Linked DNA regions of Sus scrofa: region 2 is linked to region 1. Evidence: chromatin contacts called from public HiChIP or PLAC-seq data. All regions are on one chromosome and are shown on one strand. Each heading gives the region's core, a stretch centred on a gene start, on an enhancer-like site or on the middle of the called end of the contact. The rest is flanking DNA. Distances are from core to core; before and after follow the strand shown.

Region 1 (6,507 bases), core at 1,368-3,867:
TCTGCTTTCAGAGAAAAATCCTCTTTTCCTTCACTTCAGTTAGACTGTGCCGTAGCCTTTCTGCTCCTGCCTTAGTTGGGGCACAGATGAAAGCCAGCATGCCTTTTATCTGGCAGCCGCATGGGCTTATCCAAATGCAGTAAGGAGAGGCCATCTACAAGAAGTGCGTGCGAATGCCGAGTGAGTGCATTCAGTTGCTTGTGGGGATGGGTATTTTCTTTTTTCTTTTTGGTCTTTTTGTCTTTATAGGGCTGCACCTGAGGCATATGGAGGTTCCCAGGCTAGGGGTCTAATTGGAGCTGTAGCCACTGGCCTACACCACAGCCACAGCAACGCCAGATCTGAGCTGCATCTGTGACCTACACCACAGCTCACCGCAACGCTGGATCCTTAACCCACTGAATGGGGCCAGGGATTGAACCTGAAATTTCACGGTTCCTAGTCAGATTCATTTCTTTTTTTTTTTTTTTTTTTGTCTTTTGTTGTTGTTGCTATTTCTTGGGCCGCTCCCACGGCATATGGAGGTTCCCAGGCTAGGGGTTGAATCGGAGCTGTAGCCACCGGCCTACGCCAGAGCCACAGCAACGCGGGATCCGAGCCGCGTCTGCAACCTACACCACAGCTCACGGCAACGCCAGATCGTTAACCCACTGAGCAAGGGCAGGGACCGAAACCGCAACCTCATGGTTCCTAGTTGTATTCGTTAACCACTGCGCCACGACGGGAACTCCCAGATTCATTTCTGATGTTCCATGATGGGAACTCCGGGATAGGTATTTTCTAGCTTTTATTTTCCCCACCCACGTGTCCGAGCTGACTGAAATATTTCAGTCATAGTAATAGTTGGTATCAAATTGTTGCTACAGATAAAGACATAGATGTATTTTCAACTGACATGCTGCTGATTAAGTTGCTTATCTATCTAAACTTGGGCTTCTGCTGCTCATATCTGATATCCCCCGTATATTCCTTGAGTGAGTTGCCTTGTGTTCCATGACCTTGTTTTTTTGTCATTACAGTGTGAGTGACTGCCTCATGTTGTGTTGATGCCAGTCTGCCATGCTAGCCTGTCTACCAGGGCCAGGTGACCTGTCCTTTCAGCTTCTTTCTCACACGCAGATGAACACTGGACTTCAGAAATGTAAGTAATCTGGATCCCAGGGAAGGATGTGATCCTTTATTTTGTCCCTACGTTTGGGCTGTCCTGGAGGCACGTTTGTGGTACACTGACCATGACCTTGATATCTCCAAGACACTGCTTCTTCACAAACAGCAAGAAGGCAGCTGTAAAAATGTCAGCAATGTGAGACACTGCTCTGATCAGAGGTCCTCTTAAATACTAGAATTTCCCAATGTGTATCATCTTAATTTGTTCTTGTTTTTGTTTTGGGTTTTTTTTCTTTTTAGGGCCACACCCAAGGCCTATGGAGGTTCCCAGGCTAGGAGTCAAATCAGGAGCTACAGCTACAGGCCTACACCACAGCCACAGCCACGGCAGAGCCAAGCTGTGACCTACACCACATCTCGAAGCAATGCCAGATCCTTAACCCACTGAGTGAGGCCAGGGGTCAAACCCGCAACCTCATTGTTCCTAGTCCGATTCGGTTCCACTGCACCATGACAGGAACTCCTATATCATCTTAATTTTAATTGTTGCTGATAGCTATCTCTTGAGCAACAAGGTTATAAGGAGTTTTATAGTGTGTGTGTATATATATATATATATATATATATATATCTATCTCCCACTTCAAAGAAGTGTTCCAATTTGAACACCCGTGAGGAATTGAACAAAAACTCAACAGTCTAGATTACTTACTGTACCTCTGAAACAAACTGTTTCCACTGTGCTGTTGTTTTGAACTCTCTGAGCACTCTCTACCATGGAAACAGACAGTTCCCTTTGGCTTTGCTGTCTGCCTTATGTTCCTTTGCCCTCAATTGATAGCAAGTAAAGAAGCTTTTGCTTCCAAAAGAGATAGGAAACTAGCTTTCTCTGTCTCTCTGGGCATATTCCGGTTAATATTCTTCCCACAAGATTGAGTTGTTAATTACTGTCTGTTAGACTTCTATCTTAAATTGGCTGGAATTAGTTTATACTTCATGTTTTCCCCGAGTCCAACCTTCTGTCCTTGTACTTTGTGATGTGCAAGGAAAAGATTCTGTTCCTGGCTCAGTACCACGTATAGTATCAAGTGTAAAATGCCCTAAATTTGGAATAGACCTTCATTTCAGAGCAAAAAGGGAAGAAATCAATGAGGCATCTAGGCTTCCCCTTTCGTAGAAAAGGAGTTTCAGCACCTTACCTGAATCCTTTGTGACAGATTGGCAAACTTTTTCTATAAAGGGTCAGATGGTATATATTTTAGGGTTTGTGAATCACACCTTAGAGTCTTTGTTGCACATACTCACTTCTCTACTGTCACTGAGCATAGGCACCTGTGGACAGTATGTAAACAAGTGAGTGTGGCTGTGCTCCAGTATAACTTTCTAGAAAAGCACAGCAGCTGTGTTGGCCTGTAGGCTGTAGTTTGCCACCCGGTTCTCCTTTTGAGATCATCTTCAGAAGTTAAAAATGGTCTAGCCTCTTGACTTCCTTTTTTTGAGACTCAGAGCCTGGCTAGTTCTAGAATTTGGCCAGTGAATCCACCTTGTGTAATGACACAGCCAGAGGTGACAGTCTTCCTTCTCAGCTGCTTGACATAGTAAGCAAGACCTGCTGTTCAGCCCTTCCCCAGCCTTTCTCTTTCTAAGTGATAATTGCATGAGAAAGTTGTCTGTGTTTCCTGGCCACCCATATCTGCATGCTCACTGCATTGTGACTGGTTCCAGGCTTCTAGAGGCACAAGTGAGGAGGGAGTGTACTTGGAGGCATACGGTAAGATGACAGTGAGCAGCTCACTGTTGTTCTGCTTGATTCCTTAACACATTCTGACAGCTTCACCCAAAGATGTGCTGTCAAGGGCTGAGCCAGTTGAAAGGAAAGACGTTATTGGCAGCTTGGTCTTAGAGGCTGACTTTGGACCTTTTCCTCCTTCTCCCCAAGTAGTCTCTGCTAGCCACTGCCCCGAATCTCTATTTAAGAATGAAGGTATCCTTCCTCCCTGGTTTCAGGCCTACCTGTCCATTTGGGGGACAGTGTATTTGAATCTCTTCGACTCTCTTTTTCCTCTCTTTAACTACACTCAGACTTCTCCAAAGGAGAAAACCCAGTGGTGTTTTTAAGCTTGCTTAAATCTTGCTTTCTTCTTTCCTCTCCCAAAATGTATTTTTGAAAAAATCCTATCATGTGACTCATAGCTGTTGGCATTAAGCATTTACAGTTAAGGTGAGGTGAAGCATAAGCTGTCTCCTTTGGAAACCAGCAGCCACGAAGCTGCTCAGAGCCCAGGCCTGTCAGCTACAGAGACCTAAAGCTAGTCTTGTGACTGCTCTTCAGCCTTTCCCTGCTCCCATCCTCAAGAGGGTCTTAAAAGTTGCTCAAAACACAACTTGGTGTCTGCTCGGGTGGGCATAGGGTACAGATATTTGTAGCTTAATATACCTTATATTGTAAGAGTCAGTTCAAGGCAGGAGAGATGGGTTGGGGTTAGGAGAGGAAATAGGTGGATTCTTGACCCAACACCGTAAGCCCTTTGGTTAATGACTTTTCCCATGCTTGAGTTGCTGTGTATACAGAATCACAGGATTGGTCCAGCCTAACGCCAGCATTTTCTCTTCTCTTCCTTTTCTAGACATATAGGAGGATGTAATGCATTTCCCAACCTAGATACGTGATTTGCTGTAGTGCAGGCTGGATTAAAGGATATCTTGGCTTTGATTAGGTCTTGCATTTGTTGGAAGACCACAGTCGAGGTTAGGTGAATGTCCTCATAGAACTTTTCTAGGTTGTTATTCCATGATGTCACTTGCTTTGAGTCCCCAACCATTTGGGGGCTTTGTACTTGTCAAGTTTGTTTTCCTCTGACCCATCTTCTCCCAATGTTGTTGGTCACTTTTTTTTTTTATTAATCCCAAGCCTCTGCTCCTATTTCTCCAGCTCATGGTGGGTATATAGGATGGCTCAGTATTTTGGGGTAGAATGAGTGAAATAACCTAAGGTCATTGGTCCTAAAATCACCTTTTAGACAATGACTGTGACCTCTTTCATTGTAGAGCCTTGGGGCCTAGGACAATATCAAAATTAATTTTCCTTTACTGCTTTGTTGTATACATCTCTGCCCCCTAGTGGAAAGGCCTGGAAATGGTGAATTGGCCCAGTGACTGGATAACCTCTAGAGAAATATCAGAAATATTAGCTAACATTTGTTGAGTGCTTACCATACACCAGGTACTGTCTTGAGTATTTTTATATATATTCTCATTCAGTTCATTCCTCAACAATTCCATGTGGAAAAACTCTCTTTGTTGTAAGAATGAGGCGCACAGTTTTTGTCAGTTGTCATCGTCACATTACCATTCAGTGGGCTAGAACTCGCACTTGGGTCAGACTTCAGAGCCTGTGTTTGAAACATACTGCCTATGTCTTCCTGCTTGTAGATAAAGGTTCTTTCTGCATGTGCCACCCATGTCTTCTGACCTTCAAAAATAGAAGGATAAATGGGACAGTCCCCAAAGGGAAGCCTGGATTCAGGGAGATCCACCCCACCCCCACTTCCCCAAAGAGACGACAGTGCTTTCTCTGATTCATTTAATGCAGAGTCAAGTCCAGGGGGTCCTACACTATTTTGTCTTGTCTGTGGGCGATCTCAGCCAACCTGCTATCCTTGAATAATAACTATAGACAGAAATGGCTCCTCTTCACAGAGCATTTTCCTGTTCATTGGATCTCTTGATCACAGTAATTCTGTGAGTCAGGACAGCAGGTATCATCCCTGCTAGTAAATGATAAGTGAGAGACTGAGTAGTCAGATAATAAAACTAGTGCTGGAATCCAGATCTCTTTTTTTCTAACCACAGATTCTCTGTTCTCTACACTACCTTATGTCTCCATTAATGACACTATTCGTACCAGGTAGTTAAATAAGTTGCTTGCAAAGCTTGTGTTAGCTGTGCACTTAGAGGACCCTGATACAGAGGAAAGAAACTTTTCTTCTCCAAGGTACCAGTGTGGGGACTGAGTTTTCCAAGTACCGAGGAAAACCTGACTCTTTTTTTCCCTTTTTTTTGGCCACTCCCATGGCATGTGGGAGTTCCCTGGCCAGGGATTGAACCCGTGGTGCCATAGCAATAAGGCTAGGTCCTTAACCCCCTGTGCCACAGCAGAACTCCAAAACTTGGCTTTTTTTTTTTTTTTAAAGGTCTTTTTAGAGCTACATTGGAGTTCCCGTCGTGGCACAGTGGTTAACAAATCCGACTAGAAAACATGAGGTTGCAGGTTTGATCCCTGGCCTTGCTCAGTGGGTTAAGGATCTGGCGTTGCTGTGAGCTGTGGTGTAGGTTGCAGACACGGCTCCGATCCCACATTGCTGTGGCTGTGGCATAAGCCAGTGGCTACAGCTCCGATTCGACCCCTAGCCTGAGAACCTCCATATGCCACGGGAGCGGCTCCGGAAAAGGCAAAAAGACAAAAAAAAAAAAAAAAAAAAAGGCCGCACTTGCGGCATATGGAAGTTCCCAGGCTAGAGGGTAGGATTGGAGTTGTAGCCATCAGCCTATATCAGAGCCACAGCAATGTGGGATCTGAGCTGTGGCTGCAACTTACACCACAGCTCACAAGCTCACAGCAACACCGGATCCTTTAACCCACTAAGCGAGGCCAGGAATTGAACCTGCATCCTCATGCATCCTAGTTGGGTTTGTTACTGCTGAGCCACGATGGGAACTCAGACTTGGCTCATTTGTAAGGCTTAAGTCTGGTATATGAAGTGGGTGATGTTGGATTCCTAGAATGTGGCCTCTGTCTTGTCCAATATGTTCATCTCATCCTTGAGATTCTTCCTTACCATACTGTAGCCTGTGTCCACACTTGCACCTTGCTTTGATTCTGATTTCTCTCTGCTGTCAGCATGAGTGGAGGCAGGGATGGGATTAAGATGGTGGAGTAGAAGGACTGGAGTTCACCTTCTCTCATAAAAGCGACAAAATTACAACCAACTGCTGAACAACCTTCAACAAAATAGACTGCAAACTATCAAAAAAAAAAAAAAAAAATCCTACTCCAGAAGACAAAGAGGAGGCCACATCAAGACGGTAGGAGGGGCAATTGTGAAATATAAGCAACCCCATACCCATCTGGTGGGCAGCTCACAAACTGGAAAAGTAACTATATTGCAGAGGCTCACGCATGGGAGTGAGAGTTCTGAGCCCCACATCCGGTCCCCATGCTTGGGGATCTGGCATTGGGGAGAGGAACCCTCAGAGCATTTGGCTTTGAGGGCTTGTGTGCAGGAGGTCCACAGGACTGGGGGAAATGGAGACCACTCTTGAAAGGCGCACACAGGCTTGCATGTGCACTGGGTCCCAGGGCAAAGCAGACTCCATAGGAATCTCTGGGTCAACCCCTGC
Region 2 (6,136 bases), core at 790-3,289, 140 kb before region 1:
GACAGCCTTAAAATAAAATTAAAATAAATTTTTAAAAAAGAAATCACAGCTTTTTCAGGATGAATTTTAATATGACAGCTGCTGAAGTATAGCAGAGTCTATAGACCTTTGAAGATTACATGCATGCATTTCACTCATTGGATGTGGCCTATGCAGAAATACATTGAGATGGAGTTCCTGTTGTGAGTCAGCACATTAAGAATCTGACTAGTACTCGTGAAGATGCAGGTTCAATCCCTGGCCTCATTCAGCGGGTAAAAGGATTCCAGCATTGCCGTGAGCTGTGATGTAAGTCACAGACATGGCTCGGATCTGGCGTTGCTGTGGCTGTGGTGTAGGCTGGTAGCTACAGCTCCATTTCTACCCATATTCTGGGAACCTCTGTATGCCGTTGGGATGGCCCTAAAAAACAAAACAAACCAACCAACAAAAATGGACACTAGTTATTATTTCTCACAAATCTGCATGTTGATTAGGCTCAGTGGGGTGGTTTTCAGGCAACAGTGTTGTTACCCGGGACTACAGTTATTTGGAGGCTCAACTGAGTTGACATGATCCAAGATAACTCAGTCACATAGCAGTAGCTGGTGCTGGCTGTTGGCTTGGAGTTAATTGGAGTGCCTTAAGTCTCCTTGTCCCAGCATGAGAGCAGGGCTCAGAAGTGGAACATTCTAAGCATGTAAAAATGGAATCTTCAAGTCTTTTCAGACTCAGCCATGGAACTTACGGCATTGTTTCCTCTGCTTCATTCTATTGGTCAAAAAGCAAGTAAGCAAGTCACAAGACAAGCCCAATTCAAGAGGAAAGAAATGGACTATTTCTGGGTGGAAGGAGTAGCAAAGAGTTTGCAGCCATCTTTAATCCACCATAGGCTGATTGAGGCAAGCCTTACATTATGAATAGGGTTTTCACAGGCACAGCTTTAAGGGGGAAGAATGTTATCTTTCCCAGTTAGCCTAGTATTAATGGCTCTGGATTTGGCTTCTTTTTCTAAGCTATGGGAAGGGATGCTTACATTTAGGTTATTGTAAATGATACCAAGTAAGCATTTTGACGAATGAGAGAACCCAAGCTGTAGGACTGGCAGGAGTAGTTGGCGGACACACGGCTTCGAGTCAGACCTAGCTAAGCTTTTCCTTGCTGCAGCCCTGCTGTTACTTAGTCTTGGCCTTGTCTTTTCCCTGCAGTAACCCTCCACTGAGTGAAGAGATGTTGCCTCCTGGGGAGTGGATGTGTCACCGGTGCACTGTTCGCCGAAAGGTAACAATACTGCTTTCTAAAGGCTTTGCTCAGAATGCCAGATCTAGAGCGCTGATATTCTAGAGCTAAGATGGTCTGGCCCTGAAGGCATTTTCGTTCCTTCTTCTTGTCTCTTCCAGCCCTGGAATCACCCTCACACTCCCCATGGTGACTGTTTGGAATCCAGTAGGGCCTAAAATCCAAACATGGGCTGCTGAAATGGGCAGAAGAGGTGTGTTAATTTACTGAGCCATGTTCATTCACTTAGTGACAGGAGTGGTCTGACCTCCTTATAGACCTCCTGATAAGTGGCCTGAAAGTGGCCGAAGAAGAAGGCAGCTGCTTCTCCAGCTTGATGAAAAAAAGGATTTCCCTCACCCCAAGGCAAATAAGTCCCTGATATCTAGAGGCTTGGCCAGGTGTATGGGGTGGAGAAGATTTTGACCCACTTAAGCCCCAGATTGCCTAACCACTCTTTAGTTCCCCTTCCCTCAGCTTTGAGAATTCAGTACTGGCTTTGAGAACATTATTTTCTTGAGAACTTTTTTAGAGTACAAAAGCTAAATGTTCCCTTATCAAAAAAGGAAGTAGGTATGCTTCAACCCAGATTATGAGAGACCAAATCCTCAGATGTAGGATGTGGATTAAAATTTGTCTGTGAATTGTAAACTATTCCTTATACACCAAACAACTTTCCTTTGTTGTGACATCACCTCTCTTTTCTTGGCCCCTGAACATGATGTCACAATGAATGATGACTTCCTTGGTTGCAGAAACAGGATGAGATGATTCAGAGATTGTGGTTTATATGTGTAACAGTTTTCTGCCTCTAAGAAGAGGGTAAACAGGCAGACGCTATTTTCAATGTGTGCATAAGGGTTCCTATTAAAAAAAAAAAAAAAAAAAGGCAAGCCAAGGCCAAGTCAACTGCCTAACCACAGCTATAGTTTGATTTCTCCTGCCTTCCACAAACCAAGGTATTCTCCAGCTTGTCCACCCCTGCAAGATCTTTACCTTTGATTAGAGTAGTGGCACCTGCCAGTCAAGAGGCCTTTCAGAAACTTGCCACTCAAAAAAACCAAACCTGAAAGGGTTAGGAACAACTGAGGGGGAAGAAGTGAAGCCAGGAAAAGAGGGGGGTAAAGAAGAGAAACTAACATAATTTTAGTATTTGTCATAGCTGGGTATTTTACATGTGTTATCTCACTTAATCTATATCCAACTATGGGTGCTAGTGGTACTGTCTCCATTTCAAAGAAACAGCTTCACAAATGTCAGACTTACTCAAGTATCAAGTACTCAAAGGAATTTCAGAGCCAAGGTTTGAACCAAATTCTGTCTCATTCCAAAGCTCTATTATTTCTTCATCAACTGTCTAGAAACAGAGGTACTTGCTGGGGATTATATTTATAGTATGGCTTTTTCTAACATAGCACACTTTTCCTGAAATGCCACTCTGACCTGCTCTCAGATGGACCTCCTGGCCTACCAGTGCCAAATTTGCTTTTTGCACCACCACCACCACCTCTACAGCTCTCTGGCCTTCTGTAGTTACACTGAAGTGGATTGAAATGATAAAACTTGTGGACCTCACCAACCCTTGTTGTTCAGGTCTTATTCCAAGTGGAGGCTAGATCCTCTCCCAACTCAGAGCCATCCCTTTCATATATGTGACACTTTTTATCTCTACCATATCCCTGAGAGGAAAAGAAAGATTTTACTAGTCTCACACATAGAGAAATTCCTCTCACCAACTTGGGTCACCCAAGGTCACAGGGAATCAGTGGCAGAACTGTGACAAGATCCCAGGTCTCCTGACTGGAGGCCACTGCTAGACCTTCATTTGACCACTCTATTTGGAGCCCTAGAAAAAATTTATTATCAGTCATTCAATCCTACTCAGTATACTTGGTCTTCATTTCCCCACTTCCCATTCAAAGGAGTGTCACTTTCAGAATTCCAGTTAAACTTGAAACACTGAAAGCCACCATTCTTGGATGCCATGATTGTTGGGTTGCTACCCTCCACACCCCACCCTTCTACCTTGTGGTGCGATTGGTTGCCTTGCATGCGAGCACTCAACCTCCTGGGCGGGGAGCCCTGCTTGTCTGTTTTACCTTTTACTTTTGCTTTTGCAGACTTATTTATTTATTTATTTATTATTTTTGTAGTTTTAGGGCCACACCTGTGACACATGGAGGTTCCCAGGCTAGGGGTCCAATCAAAGCTGTAGCTGCTGGCCTACGCCACGGCAAGGCCAGATCCAAGCCGCATCTGCAGTCTACACCACAGCTCATGGCAGTGCCAGACTCTTAACCCACTGAGCAAGGCCAGGGATCTAACCTCATGTTTCCTAGTCAGATTCATTTCCGCCATGCCACGACAGGAACTCCCTAAATTTATTCCTACTGCATTAACTTTTTATCCCTTTACCCCACTGTACCTTGTATAGAGATATCATGTAACGTGATGACTTACAATAACTGATGTATGGTTTGGATAATTGTTTCTAACGTTCTATACTTCTTGTGATTCTCTACGGCAGTGGTTTTGCCAGCTTTAGTTTAGTTCAGCTAGTTTTGTCAACTTTAACAGACCAGTGTTCCAAGTTCCCAGGTGGATAACGCTGTGATACTAGAGACTTTCATAATTTTGGTTAGTGGTCTAGCAGGACTTTGTAGCACCCATCTCTTTCTATTTTGTGGTACTTTATGTGATGGCCCCACCTGTTCATTTGCACAGAAACGAGAGCAGAAAAAGGAGCTGGGCCATGTCAATGGACTGGTGGACAAATCTGGCAAACGGACTACATCCCCCAGCAGTGACACTGACTTGTTGGACAGATCAGCTAGCAAAACTGAACTCAAGGCTATTGCCCATGCCCGAATCCTGGAGAGGAGAGCCAGCCGGCCTGGCACGCCCACATCCAATGCCAGCACAGAGACCCCCACCTCTGAGCAGAATGACGTCGACGAGGACATCATCGACGTGGATGAGGAGCCCGTGGCAGCAGAGCCGGACTGTGTGCAGCCCCAGCTAAGGCGGCCCTTTGAGCTGCTGATTGCTGCCGCCATGGAGCGGAACCCCACCCAGTTTCAGTTGCCCAATGAACTGACTTGTACCACTGCACTACCAGGTTAGCCAAACCGTCATGTCCTCTCCCCAGTCCCAGCTTCCCCAAAGGACTGAAGGGCAGTGCTGCCTGTGAGGTCACTGTCCATGTAGCCAGTTTCAAGTTCCTGTTCTTGGTTTGTGGAGAGATCCTTGAATGTTTACAATACTTACTCAATTTTCTATTTTCCACCCTTCCCAGTATCACTTTAAAAAAAAAAAAAAAAAAAAGGTAATACATGCAAATAGTTTAAAAATCTAAAAATACAGAAAAGGTTACAGTGAAAAGTTTCCCACCCATCCCTCTCTACTGTTTGCCTAATTTCTACCTTCCTACCCCTCATAGATGACCACTGTTTGGTTCTTGTATCTCCTAGAATATCTTTGTGCATATATTAGCAAATACAGATATATGTTCATTATTTTCCACTTAGATAGCATACTTGCTAGAGAGGTCTTTCCATATTAATGTTGACATCCCTCAGTTTTTCTTAATGATTGCATAGTAGCCCATTGTATAGATATCCCATAATTTATTTAACTAATTTCCTATTAGTGGACATTCAGGTTGTTCTTAATCTTTTGTTACTGTAGCTAGTGTTTCAACAAATAGTTTTGTAAATGCATCATTGTGTACATGTGAGTGTATCTGTAGGATATATTACCAGCATTAGAATTGCTGGATCAAAACTCTGCATTTATATTTTTTTAAAGTATGCATTTATAGTTTTAATGGATATTATGAAATTGCCCTCCTTTTTGTTTTGTTTTGTTTTGTCTTTTTAGGGCTGCACCCCCAGTATGTGGAGGTTCCCAGGCTAGGTGTTGATTCAGAGCTACAGCTGCCAGCCTAGCTACAGCAATGCCAAACCCAGGCCACATCTGTGATCTACACCACAGCTCATGGCAACGCTGGATCTTTAACCCACTGAGCAAGGCCAGGGATCGAACCAGTGTCGTTGTGGATAATAGTCAGGTTCATTTCCCCTGAGCCACAAAGGGAACTCCTCCTTTTTTTTTTTAAGTCTTCTGTCTTTTGTCTTTTGTCCTGTTATGGCCACACCCTCGGCATATGGAGGTTCCCAAGCTAGGGGTAGAATTGGAGCTGTTGCTGCCGGCCTACACCAGAGCCACAGCAACACCAGATCCAAGCTGCATCTGCATCTGTGACCTACACCACAGCTCATGGCAATGCCAGACCCATAACCCACTGAGTGAGGCCAGAAATTGAACCTGTAACCTCATGGTTCCTAGTCAGATTTGTTTCTGCTGCACCATGACAGGAACTCCTTTTTTTGTTGTTTTTTTGTTTTTGTTTTTTTGTTTTTAAATCAAGTCATGGCTTCTACTTGATATCATGAAGCATTTAGATCTTATTTTCTTCTTCCCAGAGGAAGTGAAATTGGCAGGTTTAAGAAACCTACTGGTGCATATAGTATCACAGCTTTTCTGCTTTCTATAAAAATGTAGTAAAATTATAGTCTTTTCCTCAACTGCCTCCATAGAATAGTCTTTTGTTGACCATTTGACTTGAGCATTTATATTTCTTAGGTTGCCAATATCTAACCAAGGCTTCTGACCACTTCATGTTTTCAAAACATTTAGATGTGTTTCTGCCACAGAGCAAGTGACTTGCAATCGTGGTTCTGACTTACGTCTTCTTTTCCTCCTTTCTCATTCTTTTTTTTTTCCTTTTTGGTTTTTTGGGGTTTTTTTTGCCATTTCTTGGGCCGCTCCTATGGCATATGGAGGTTCCCAGGCTAGGGGTCAAATTGGAGCTGTAGCC

What was found. HiChIP or PLAC-seq counts read pairs in DNA pulled down with a chosen protein or histone mark.
Region 2: a contact with region 1 is called in an H3K27ac HiChIP or PLAC-seq map of alveolar macrophages. The contact joins two enhancer-like sites. A contact is called at or near these places in 2 of 5 promoter capture datasets (fetal liver and liver), 9 of 47 Hi-C or Micro-C datasets (embryonic fibroblasts, heart right ventricle, mesenteric adipose tissue and 5 more) and 2 of 2 datasets of contacts at active chromatin or transcription factors (alveolar macrophages and skeletal muscle).

The regions. Positions count from the first base shown.
Region 1 is chr12:45,009,326-45,015,832 of Sscrofa11.1, reverse strand. It overlaps FAM222B (protein FAM222B), which reads left to right. Exons shown (of 3, transcript XM_021067489.1): 2 at 1,020-1,141. The coding sequence starts at 1,060. Among named protein-coding and RNA genes, the nearest start is that of TRAF4, 37 kb to the right of the region's middle. Within about 2 kb of position 2,617, at least 5 of the 83 cell types and tissues checked have an H3K27ac peak or open chromatin away from gene starts, as enhancers often do. A contact at or near this core is called in alveolar macrophages, where this site is marked.
Region 2 is chr12:45,145,809-45,151,944 of Sscrofa11.1, reverse strand. PHF12 (PHD finger protein 12) reads left to right here. Exons shown (of 16, transcript XM_005656997.3): 4 at 1,188-1,260; 5 at 3,982-4,375. Among named protein-coding and RNA genes, the nearest start is that of DHRS13, 21 kb to the right of the region's middle. Within about 2 kb of position 2,039, at least 18 of the 83 cell types and tissues checked have an H3K27ac peak or open chromatin away from gene starts, as enhancers often do. A contact at or near this core is called in alveolar macrophages, where this site is marked.